Linked DNA regions of Rattus norvegicus: regions 1 and 3 are each linked to region 2. Evidence: chromatin contacts called from public Hi-C data. All regions are on one chromosome and are shown on one strand. The core of a region is the stretch at or near the end of the contact, and the rest is flanking DNA. Distances in the headings are between cores, read along the strand shown.

What was found. A called contact is a pair of places that touch in the nucleus more often than the background predicts.
Region 1: a contact with region 2 is called in a Hi-C map of hepatocytes, with 2.1 times the contacts expected there. The contact joins the promoter of Commd2 here to the enhancer-like site in region 2. A contact is called at or near these places in 6 of 12 Hi-C or Micro-C datasets (Schwann cells, frontal cortex, hepatocytes and 3 more).
Region 3: a Hi-C map of kidney shows a contact between it and region 2, with 9 times the contacts expected there. The contact joins the promoter of Pfn2 here to the enhancer-like site in region 2. A contact is called at or near these places in 11 of 12 Hi-C or Micro-C datasets (the A7r5 cell line, Schwann cells, frontal cortex and 6 more) and 1 of 1 datasets of contacts at active chromatin or transcription factors (oligodendrocytes).

What each region holds. Positions count from the first base shown.
Region 1 is chr2:144,000,973-144,004,761 of GRCr8, reverse strand. It overlaps Commd2 (COMM domain containing 2), which reads left to right and starts at 1,844. Exons shown (of 5, transcript NM_001109503.1): 1 at 1,844-1,969; 2 at 2,066-2,143; 3 at 2,738-2,820; 4 at 3,310-3,483. The coding sequence starts at 1,903. All of the region lies in intron 1 of Rpl12-ps2 (ribosomal protein L12, pseudogene 2), which reads left to right. LOC108350015 (a long non-coding RNA gene) reads right to left here and starts at 1,820. Exons shown (of 4, transcript XR_005500971.2): 1 at 1,715-1,820; 2 at 810-919.
Region 2 is chr2:144,507,613-144,511,214 of GRCr8, reverse strand. All of the region lies in intron 1 of Rpl12-ps2 (ribosomal protein L12, pseudogene 2), which reads left to right. The region is part of intron 1 of LOC120100827 (a long non-coding RNA gene); the gene reads right to left. Among named protein-coding and RNA genes, the nearest start is that of Kmt5al1, 70 kb to the right of the region's middle. Within about 2 kb of position 1,839, at least 14 of the 93 cell types and tissues checked have an H3K27ac peak or open chromatin away from gene starts, as enhancers often do. A contact at or near this core is called in hepatocytes, where this site is marked.
Region 3 is chr2:144,220,460-144,224,539 of GRCr8, reverse strand. It overlaps Pfn2 (profilin 2), which reads left to right and starts at 1,604. Exons shown (of 3, transcript NM_030873.2): 1 at 1,604-1,865; 2 at 3,822-4,014. The coding sequence starts at 1,734. All of the region lies in intron 1 of Rpl12-ps2 (ribosomal protein L12, pseudogene 2), which reads left to right.

The sequences.
Region 1 (3,789 bases), core at 595-3,094, 510 kb after region 2:
TATAGGTCTGCAATACCAAGACCCTTGGTGCTACGAGGATTGCAGCTCTTTTATAAGGGAAAAAAGAATCAAGATTCCTTAGTATTGGGCAGTAGTCAGCACTGAAGATTCTAAATAAGCAGGTGTCCAATTCCTCACCCCTTGGTGATAGCCAATTTTGCAGCTCCTGGGGCCAGGGTATTTGAAAACACTGGCTGCCTAGAACTCAAGAACTCTTCCAGCAACCAAAGCCTGCAGCTACTCTTTGAGCCTTTTTTGTAAATTTATTTTTTTATTGGATAGTTTATGTATTTACATTTCAAATGCTATCCCCTTTCCTGAGTCATTCCTCTCCCAACCCACCTCCCCCTGCTTCTATGAGGATGCTCCCCCTCCCACTCACCCACTCCCACCATAACACCCTGGCATTCCCCTACACTGGGGAAACAAGCCTTCACAGGACCAAGGGCTTCTCCTCCTGTGGATGTCAGACAATGCCATCCTCTGCTACATCTGCGGCTAGATTATTTCTAAAATTATTTTTATTACATTAGGAGGAGGCAGAGAATGAGAAAGAGGGAGACAGAGTGGGAGTGTGTTTCTATGTGAACACATGTGCCACAATGTGCTTTGACAAGTCAGAGAAGAAATCACAGGAGCCAGCTTTCTCTTCTACCATACGGGTCTCAGGGGTTGAACTCAGGTCTTCAGGCTTTGCATGCAACAAGCAACTTTTACCCACTGAGCCATCTTACCCAGCCAGTCTGATATTTTTAGAATCTTCTACCGCTCTTCAGTTCCTAAGAAACTGGTTGTTTTACCATTCTTACCTCTCAGCTCGTGCAGTCACTTCTATGGCTTGATGTTCAGGATGCTCGGCTGTTGTGTCTGTTGCCACTTGGCTGCTTTTATCATTGCTGCTACAGCACTGTATCTGCTTCTAGAAGTGGGCAAGAAAAGGCCACTAGAGAGAAGCCTTTTATTGGGTCCAAAGTTGTAGCTGCAAGAGATACTGTATATAGGGTGGTGATGGGGTTTGTGTGTGTGGGTGGGTCTATCCCTACCTGTTCACCAACTGAGCAACCAGCTTCTAAATCTGAAGAAATGTTTGTACCATTCGAAGCAAACCTCACAGTAAATGAGGGTATGGTTGGTCAGCATCTTCCCATTTGTGCCAAGCATAGCAGTCCTTTGGCTGGGTAGCCTAGGAAAGCGCTTCCTTTCTTGCCTAAGTGGAAGTGTTCACAGGCTTATTTAGGGATCATGAAGGCTTGCAATAACACAAAGTCCTACACAAACTGTTCAAAGTCACCCTAGTTGGGGCTGTACCTTCAGAAACCAATGCAAACACCTGTGATCGTCGTGTAGTTTCTCTCAAGGTATTGTGGTGTGTACAAAATAGTCACTGTGTGTGTGTGTGTGTGTGTGTGTGTGTGTGTGTGTGTGTGTGATATGCACGTATATACACAACACACACACACACACACACACACGCACACACACATATACATCACATATATGTCTGGTGTCCATGGAGCTCACAAGAAGGTGTTGTGTCTCCTACAACTACAGTTTGTGATGGTTGAGAGATACCATGTAAGTCCTGGAACTGAACCTGATTCCTCTGCAAGAGCAACAAGAGCTCTTAACCACTGAGCCATCTCTGCAGCACCACATATTACACTTTTGCGGGATGATAAATGAATGGAAGACTTGTACCTTAAACTCTTCTTACCAGCGTTCACCTCTTCCCTTCACTGCTATAGAGTTAATACTGCGACATCCTGCTCATAGGACTGCCAGAAACCGGAACCCAAAGTATGGGCAGTACCGTCACGCGGGAGCCTCTTTTTGCCTGCACAGAGGTCGGAAGTGGTGAGGGCGGGGCCGGCGCCGAGTGGCGAAGTCAGAAGACTTGCTAAGATGCTGCTGGATTTGTCCGAGGAGCACAAGGAGCACCTGGCCTTCCTGCCGCAAGTGGACAGCGCGGGTAAGGGACAGCGCGGATAAGGGAGTGAGGGGTGCTTGCGGCAGGGACAGTCCGGGGGACAGCCCGTCACTCACGGCCTGCTGACTTCCGTTGCAGTGGTCGCCGAGTTTGGGAGGATCGCCGTGGAGTTCCTCAGACGGGGATCAAACCCGAAGATCTATGAAGGCGCCGCCAGTAAGAAAGGGAGAGGACAGGCTCTGTCTGTTGAGCTGGAAAGTGCTATCTATTCTCTTTCTCCGCAGGAGCCTTTGCAAGTCCTAGGCTCTTACTCCTCTTGCAGTCTTTTAAAAGCACGCAGAGCAGTCAGTCATGGCGCAAACTTTGCAAGTAGCTGCGTGATTTTAAAGCTAGTATGAAACAAATATCTTAATATTTAAAATAGATACAATGCCATCTGCCTTTCAGAAATACCATGGTGCTTAATAAAATACTGCATACTGAAGAAGTGGAAGTGTCATTCAAGCGTTTAGTTAACATTTGCTGCCCAGAAACTGCCTTTGCTAAAGCTGGGGGCGAGATTAAGAACATCCCTGTTGAATTCTTCTGCCCGGCTTGAGGGAGCTTTGTGTGTCTGTTCACAGGTTTGTGTTTTGTTATGATTGCTAGGAAGGAAATATTAAAGGCCTCTGTTAGTGGAGTGGGTTGAAAAGGAACAGTAGTCTCCACTTAACTCATTTTCATTGTACTGTTTGAAAAGAGGGTAATTGAACATGTTTATTTGTAAACAGATGGATGATCTGTTCATTTCTTCCCTCTTCCCCTCCTTAGGAAAACTCAATGTGAGTAGCGACACTATCCAGCATGGTGTGGAAGGATTAACATATCTCCTCACGGAGAGCTCAAAGCTCATGGTAAGGTTTCTGAGAACTGTATTGTATTACCCAGATCCTTTCAAACAGGCACCTATTACAATATCACTAACTCAATCAAATTTGTGCGGTATACCAAAACAGTGTTCCTGGCATTATCTAAGATTAATATCTCTTTGCTAGTTTAAATTATAATTGTCAATATTGCTGTATCATATGCCATCACCCATAAATCTCAAGAGAGGGGAGGATGAAATATTGCAGTTTTTAAAATGTATCAGCAGTCAGTATCTGGCTTAATGGGAAAAAAGTAAATAAAATTAAACATTTTACTTTCTTTCGCATTTTAATAAGGTTATTTTGTATATTAGTAACTTGGATTTTGAAATGGTGGGCAATGATTTTCTTTAAGTAGAAGGAATGTTCTAGACAGAATTAGAGGATATAATGTACTGTTGTGTGTAGAAATGGTTTAGCCTTTACTAAACAAAGATACACTCCAGTGTTCTGTTGAACCCCGTTTATCTTTAGATTTCTGAACTGGATTTCCAAGACTCTGTTTTTGTTCTGGGATTCTCTGAAGAACTGAACAAACTATTGCTTCAGCTCTACCTGGACAATAGAAAGGAGATCAGAACTATTCTGAACGAGTTAGCACCGCGCCTTCCCAGCTACCACAGCCTTGAGTGGCGGCTAGATGTACAGGTACGGCTTTTTCTGTTTTTAATCTGATGTAAACTATAAGAATTATTTATATGCTCTGCTGTTTACCAACTTAACCAAGCTCTGGTGTGAAAACAAAACTGTCTAGAAATCTAGGAATTGTTTTCACACCAGACAAAATCTAGGAATTTTAATGCTCATTTCTGGGTCATTACGTGTATTTACGTAATGTATGTGCGTGAGTGGCACTTGCGTAGAAGTCAGAGGACAACTTTCAGGAGCTTGCCCTAAGGGATTGAACTCAGGTAGTCAAGCATACCAGCAAGCGCTTTAACCCATTGAACCATC
Region 2 (3,602 bases), core at 590-3,089:
AAGAGCACTGGCTGCTCTTCCAGAGGTCTTGAGTTCAATTCCCTGCAACCACATGGTGGCTCACAACCATCTGTAATGGGATCTGATGCCCTCTTCTGGTGTGTCTGAAGACAGCAACAGTGTACTCGTATTAAAAAAAAATTTAAAAAAAGAAAAAGAAAGAAATCTGTTTCATCTGTCAAATTTTCTCTTAACCTAAAACTAGTCTAAAATTTCTATCTTTAAAAAAGAAAACTTATAGAATCATAAAATGTCATATACTCAGAGATTCCATTAAAATTAAGAGCCCATATTCATCCAGACACACCACTGAGAGACAGAAATAGGAAGCCAGGAGAGCAGAGAGATCCCACAAAAACATATTGATAATGAACTGTTCTGTGGAACTGTGAGAAAAATAAGTCCTTTCCTCCCCATGGAATGTGTCAGAAAGCAGAACTATCATTAAGGAAAAGACAGGTATTAAATAAGAAAAACGGAGAATGTCCACATGAAACACATGGAAATATGTGACATCAGAAATGAGGAAGAGTCCCTCGAACCGCCAAGGAGTATCATTACCATAAGCAAGAGAACCCCTAAACAAAGATAACAAAGAGAAGGAGGACGGGAACTTTGATATGCATTGGTCACTCTAACACACACATGTATAACTACACCCCACACTCCCCCATGCTTATAGACCCCACATACCACACACATCAACACATATACATATTATACAAACACACCACACATATACAACATATATCACACACATAAATACAACATACACACACCACATAACACATACACACAAATATCACACATATGTACACCACATACTACACACACCACATACATATTCTACGTACCACACACACACATCACATGCTAAATACCACACTGCACACACTATATCACCACAAATACAGATACACACACCATATACACACACAAATACACCATAAATATATCATATATACACCACATACCACATACTCATACAAACCACATACCACATGCCACACATACGAGACTCATATACTATATCACCACACACATACATCCCATCTATACAAACCACAATATATACATACTACATATCACACATACAAAGACAACATATACCCACCATATACCACAGATACACACATATATACCACATATCACATACCTTACATACACTATATACCACATAAACTATATTATCATATATGTGCTCTCTCTCTGTCTCTCCCCCGCTAGAGATTGGACTTAGGCTTTGTCCATGCTGTGCCATGTGAAACACTGGTACTGCTTCATCCCTTTTTTCCCCACATTCTCACTAGGTTACCCAGACTGGTCTTGAACTTGTGTTCAACCTGGGCTCAACCTGGGGTTTTCTAACTTCAGCCTCCTTACTAGCAGAATTACACGGTGGATTACACATTTCTCTTTGGCCGTGGTTTGACATGGTATTCTAACATTCAATGTATGAACAAGCTATGTGATGATCAATTATGAAAAAAATGCTCAGAATCTGTACATGAACCGGGCTCAGTGTATGTGCCTCTCGGGGTTCCTGTCTGAGCCGACCCGTGGTGTGCTTTCCTCAGCATCATCGAACAGGCAAGTTCTTGAGATAACTTGTTCCACCTTGGTTCCTGTCCAATTAGTCGCTTTGTGCCTTTTCCCTACATGTCAGCAGCTTTGGATATTTTCCTGGATTTTTTGGAGGAAGAGAAGGGGGTAGTATTTTTTTATTGTGTGAAGGCAAAGGTGAATTTGTTACCACACTGCCCTGTCTTCTGAGGAGGGTTAATGAGTCTGGATGCCTTTGGTCGTGCTTAGAAGCGACACTAGGTGGCGCTCCTCCTTTTCAGTCCCTGCCGCCTGCTGGCAGCTGAGCAAAGGGATTTTCCTGCACCCGTGGCCAGAGCCCTTGTGTTGCCAGAAAGGACAAGGTCAGGTCGGCCAACCCCGATTGACGCAGAGAAGTCTGTCCTTAGGAGGAGGGTGAAGAACATCCTTCCTCATGACAGCTAGGGGCTTAACCGTCTTGCAGGTTCTTCCACTTCTAGACAAGCCTCAGAAACTGATCAACCAGGACTTCTGTAGGGACGCAAGAGGAGCAGAATCCAGGAACTAACCCTCTGGGCAACCTCGGCTTAATCCTCCTCAGGGGCAAGCTTTTACTGGTAACATGTAAAGGGCTCAAACAGTGTGTGTTGTCCACCAAGGGGTGGCATTATATCATCTTGGAAAAGGAGAGAGAAGGGATGGGTCTTTAAACTACATGTTCTGTGTCCTCTTCCTAGCTGCTGGGAAACCCAAGAGCAAAAGGAATCTAGGTGGAGCTTGTCTCCAATTGTCCCCCACCCAGGTGATGGTAAATTTCTAGAAAAAAAGGTCTCTACTTCCACACTTCCTCTGTCATCCACACACCCATATATTCACCCACCCAGCCACCCACAGTGGAGCCCCCAGGCACGGCCATACTGTCTGCTTTGCTTTCCCATCTACTCATTAATCCCATTTTCCCTGCTGTCTGTTACACCACGAAGTTTGTGTGCCTGTTGTGTTCAAAACACTGCCCTTAAGCACACAGATGCTTTGTAATTGGTCACGGGTGACCCAGAACTCCAGCTGGATCAATCTTTCGTAAGCTTGGTCCCACCTGTATAAACTACCCGATTCCAGTTTGTAAATTTGATTCTCTTTGTAATACAAGACTTTCCCTGAAAAAAAAAAAAAGTTCTCTTGAAAGTACTCTCTTGTCTCTGGGGCAACCAAGTCTTGAGGAACCAGTATTAACATTAGAATACAAGCAGCATCAGGCCAACCCACCACAGATTAAGCTGTGCGGCTGCCATTGAAGTCCAGTGATCTTCCTGCCTCGGCCTCCCCAGAGCTGAGATTGCAGATGCACATTGTTACAGTCAGCTTTTGATGTGTGAATCTGAACAGAGGTCCCCATTCATATGAACCTTACCCACTGAGGCACCTTCTCAGCCAGCTCTCATTTTTAAACCTGAGGCTTCAATGGTTAATCTTTTACGGACTCTTTGAACGCTTTCTCTTCTCTCAAATGTAAGAGATTTGATTTAGTCTTTCTTTTACTGACTGCTTTTAGTGACTGCTCCACTTTCTGATTTCCTTTCACAAGTATGTTGCCACATACCTGAGGATCTTAGGACCCAAAGTTTCCATTAGAGACTACATTTCCCAGCATTCCGTACTCATACACTACTCACGTCTAGCTGGGCCCAGTGACTAATTTTCAACAATTGAATTTGAGCAGAATAATTTTGTAAAGATATGGGGATGCAATTGTCAATGGCAGCACATGTACTGTTTCTATAGTCTCTTTCCTCATATGCAGATGCTAAGACGAAGAAAAAATTGCTGAATGGAGAAGACCTGGGCTCTGAAAGGCCACAGGGACCATAACCTCACCTTGAGATAGCCATAGCTTTTCCAGGAAGACAACTTCACAGGGATTGCTATAGAAACATGGAAGCCTGTGATACGGCCTCATCTCTTTTCTGACTTGCCTTTCCTCTGGCAACCATCGCACTGCCCATCCCCCTATTTTTTCATACATAAACTATTGAAGGTTTAATGTCTTTCAAAACTGTTTT
Region 3 (4,080 bases), core at 355-2,854, 290 kb after region 2:
TGAGGTTTCCAAAGTCCAATTCAAAACCAGTGATGCTCTCTTCCTGCTACTTTGGGATCCAGACATAGAACTCTCAGCTATTTCTCCATATCATGCCAGACTGCATACTTCCAGGCATGATGAGAATGGACTAAACCTCTGGAACTGTAAGCCAGGCCCCAATTAAATGCTTTCTTTTATAAGAGTTGCTGTGGTCACAGTGTCTCTTCATAGCGATCAGAACTCTAAGACATTATTTTTTTTAAAGCCCAATAAATAAATAATAAATAAAAGTTCAGTGATGCTATTATAAAATTGTCAGTGTGCTCCACAACTTTAAACTTGATGATAGTTTGCAATCTACTGGAGCTTTCTTTCCCTTAATAAGCAGGTCGGGTTTGTCACCTCAAACTGGTCATCGTTGGGGAACATCTGATGCTGAGTCTAGACCCAGCACATAAAGTTAATAAAGATGTAGGAGAATGTTCGGAGACTCTTAAACCATTTCCCACCCTGTCATATACAAGTCTTCCTCGGATGTAGATTCTGAATTATTTTCACCATTTAGTACAGTGGGTCTCAACCTGTGGGCCTCAAACCCTTTGGGGGCACATATCAGATATTTACATTATGATTCATAACTAGCAAATTTACAGTTATGAAATAGCAACAAAATAATTTATGGTTGGGGGGTTAGCACAACATAGGTAACTGTGTTAAGGGGTCACGCTCAGCATTAGGAAGTTTGAGAACCACTGGTCTAGTTCAATGAATCTTTTCTAGCTCGACTATTCTTTGTATTTCGTGGATGTATTTAACGCACAGTAACTTTTCCAGTTACCAAGTACGCATAGGGTCTGGTTTTTTTGTTTTGCTTTGCTTTGCTTTTTTTAGTTAGAATTTCTGGACCGTTGAGCCCCATGTGTGATTAGCAGCACTGCGTTCAGGGCAAAAGCTCCACTGAACCTGGAGTTCCTCGTACTCAAAGGAGGCAACAAAGAGCTGCGCTGCTCCGTTGCCACTGCTCTGATTTCAGGAGCGTGCGAGGCGCAGCTGGCCAAGGTCTTTCAAGAGACACCTCCCCAAGTGTGGGCAACCCGCACTGGCCGCTCCCACTACAAAGAGTAAACCCTCGTCTGCATCCCGTCACCAGGGCAACCCTGCCACCCGACACCGGTGCTGTCAATAAATACCGCGTCCAGGGCTGGCACTTGAGGAGTGAGCACCGCGGCCGCCGTGCACCCAGAGCTCTGGCACCCTACGGCGCCCACTCAAGCTGCCTCGCCTCATAGCCTGCGGTGAAGCCTCCGCCGCCGCGCCCCAGCCCTGCTCCCGCTCGCCTGCCGCACGTGTGGGCCGTGATTGTCCCCGGCGGTATCCCTCCGCGCCCCCGCCTCAGCTCTCCCGCCCTCCCCGGGACCCTCGCCGGCTGCGCTGCGGAAGGATCGCACGCACGCGCGTACACGTCCCGCTGGCCGCGGAGAGCCGAGGGAGCTGCGGTGTGAGTCGGCCGTCGCCAGCCCCGCTGCAAGCGTCGCTCAGCCGCTGGCCCCTGAGCCCCGCGGCCGCGGCCGCCCGGCGCTCCCCGCTGCGGGTCCTGTCCCCGCCCGCCGCAGTTCCCCGGAGAGGGGCGGTCGGTGCCTGCGCAGAGCCGCCTCCTCCCCGCCCCCGCCCCGCCTCCACCGCCGCCGCCGCCGCCGCTGCTGCTGCGCCTCTGCTCCTGCCGTCCCCGCTGCAGTGCGAAGGGCTCGAAGATGGCCGGTTGGCAGAGCTACGTGGATAACCTGATGTGCGATGGCTGCTGCCAGGAGGCCGCCATTGTCGGCTACTGCGACGCCAAATACGTCTGGGCAGCCACGGCCGGGGGCGTCTTCCAGAGCATCACGGTGAGGCCCGGGGGCGCCGAGCCGGCAGGTGTGCGGCGGGCCTGAGGAAGGGGACGCCCGCCCGCGAGGAAGGGGATGAGGCCGGGGCTGAAGGATAGGGTACCGCCGGCTGAGGAAGGGCATGCAGCCGGGGGGGCCCCCGTGCCAGCCGCTGAGCCTGGGGATGCTGCCCGAGGCCGCGCGGGGGCGGGGCGGCCGGACTCTTCGCCCCGGCGGCGCCCCGGCTTGCGGCTGCCAGGGTGGAGGAGGGGACGTCACCCCGGGAGGCCCCTCAGCGTTCGGGGAGCCCGGCGGGCTGCAGTGCAGGTCCCCGGGTGTGGGCGGGAGGTCCTAGGCAGCAGGCTGGCCCTGGCTCGGCAGTGTGCGCGGGATGTGGGTGGCGGCGGTGGCCGGGTCCCGGGAATTAATGGAGTGACTTTGCGTAGGCTTGCGGGTGTCCAGGCCTCCTAGGCTGGAGAGAAAGGTACGCGGACCACGTAGGTGGAATCGTGAATCTACTTCAGCTGTGGCTCTATAGTTTTTTTTTTCCTCCAAGATGGCGAACTGCCATTGATTTCTCTTCTCCACCTATAGAGATTCATCGATATACTGTTATCCCCAGTTACGCAACATAGCTCTAAAAAGGGGATGGTTTAAGGGTGATTTAAAAAAAAAATCTGGGGAGTCGCTGGGGGGGGGTGACACTTCTCAAGTCACTCCCTCTTTAGTGATGGTAGTAAAAGAACTAATACCGATATCTGCTTCACGTTGTCTCATCTTCATGTGACTTGATGGCATTTGACTCGGTTGCCACACGTTTGGAGTATATTCGTCAATCAGCCTCCAGCACTGCTTATTGTTATGCTCGTTTCTATGCAATGCTCTTCTTTAAAATTTTGGCACCAGTATCAAGTACAAGACCATTCCCTTAATTTCTTAGTTCCACACTCCCACTCCCTTCCCATCACCTAGGAAAAATCAAGTCCCATATCACAGGTGCTCAGCATTTTACTACTTAACATGGTTTAATATATCAGTGTGGATTCAGTCCATGATAGGAGTGCTTTAAGATCTCCTGTCCCCATGTGAGAGATCACAATTCCTACAGCGAATTGACATTTGGTGATTTAACTTTTTTTTTCTGCAGTCTTGCCTTTGTGTGTGAGTTCCCGCTGTCTGGCTTAAGAAGATTGCGGGAGTATGCTTGGAAATGGCTGGGGCCTGCTATGACTCTGCAGTTCTGATGGGGGCGACGCCTTCCTTCTTATTCATGGAATGTTAGAATGAACGTATTCTCTTTTCTATTCTGCCGGCTAACTCACTTTCCTTACCAATGCCCCTCCATTTTCTCTCTGATTTTACTATTGGTTACTGCAGTGCTGTAGACAGACTCCACACTGCATTTGTCCAGAAGGAAAAGCTGATTATTGAATGGAAGGGCAAGGCAAGTTGGAGAGAAAAAAGTGGCTAGAAAAATAGGAGGGAAAAACGAACTTGGAAATGCCCCACAGTGATGGAGGTGGTGTTTGAGGCTCACACTGCCAGGGATATTTCAATCTGCTCGAAACAGAGAAGTGAGCAGGTTTATCTGGGTAGACTTTCACTCAACTTTAACTTTGATGCAACATGACTAATGTGGCTGAATGTGACAGACAAGCTTTTGTAAGAGCTTATAGCTGAATCTTTACAATTACATAAGCACCTTCAAGTAGCACCTGACTTGATATAGTTTATAAATAACTCAATTTCAGTTTGTAGCCGGTGTCAACTGCCAACTGTTTAGGGAGACTCTTTGTACCGTTGCTATACTCTGGCTTTTAGTTAGCAGACCTCACTGCAAAAGCAAACTAATGTGTAAATCATGTAACCGTGTAATGATAAAAACAAGAACAATCAAGATATTTACATCAGCACACAGTTTGTTGTATCAAATTCTGATTAACTGTAATTTTTTTCTTCTTTGTTTTGGGTGGCCAGCCAGCAGAAATAGATGTGATTATAGGAAAAGACCGGGAAGGTTTCTTTACCAATGGTTTGACTCTTGGAGGAAAGAAGTGCTCTGTGATCAGAGATAGCCTATACGTTGACTCGGACTGCACAATGGACATCCGGACAAAGAGTCAAGGTGGGGAGCCAACATACAACGTTGCTGTTGGCAGAGCTGGGAGAGGTAAGCAAGCTGGTTTTTTGTGCCTGAAAGTTGCATGCCACGTTAGAACTTGGGTTTCTTTAATGG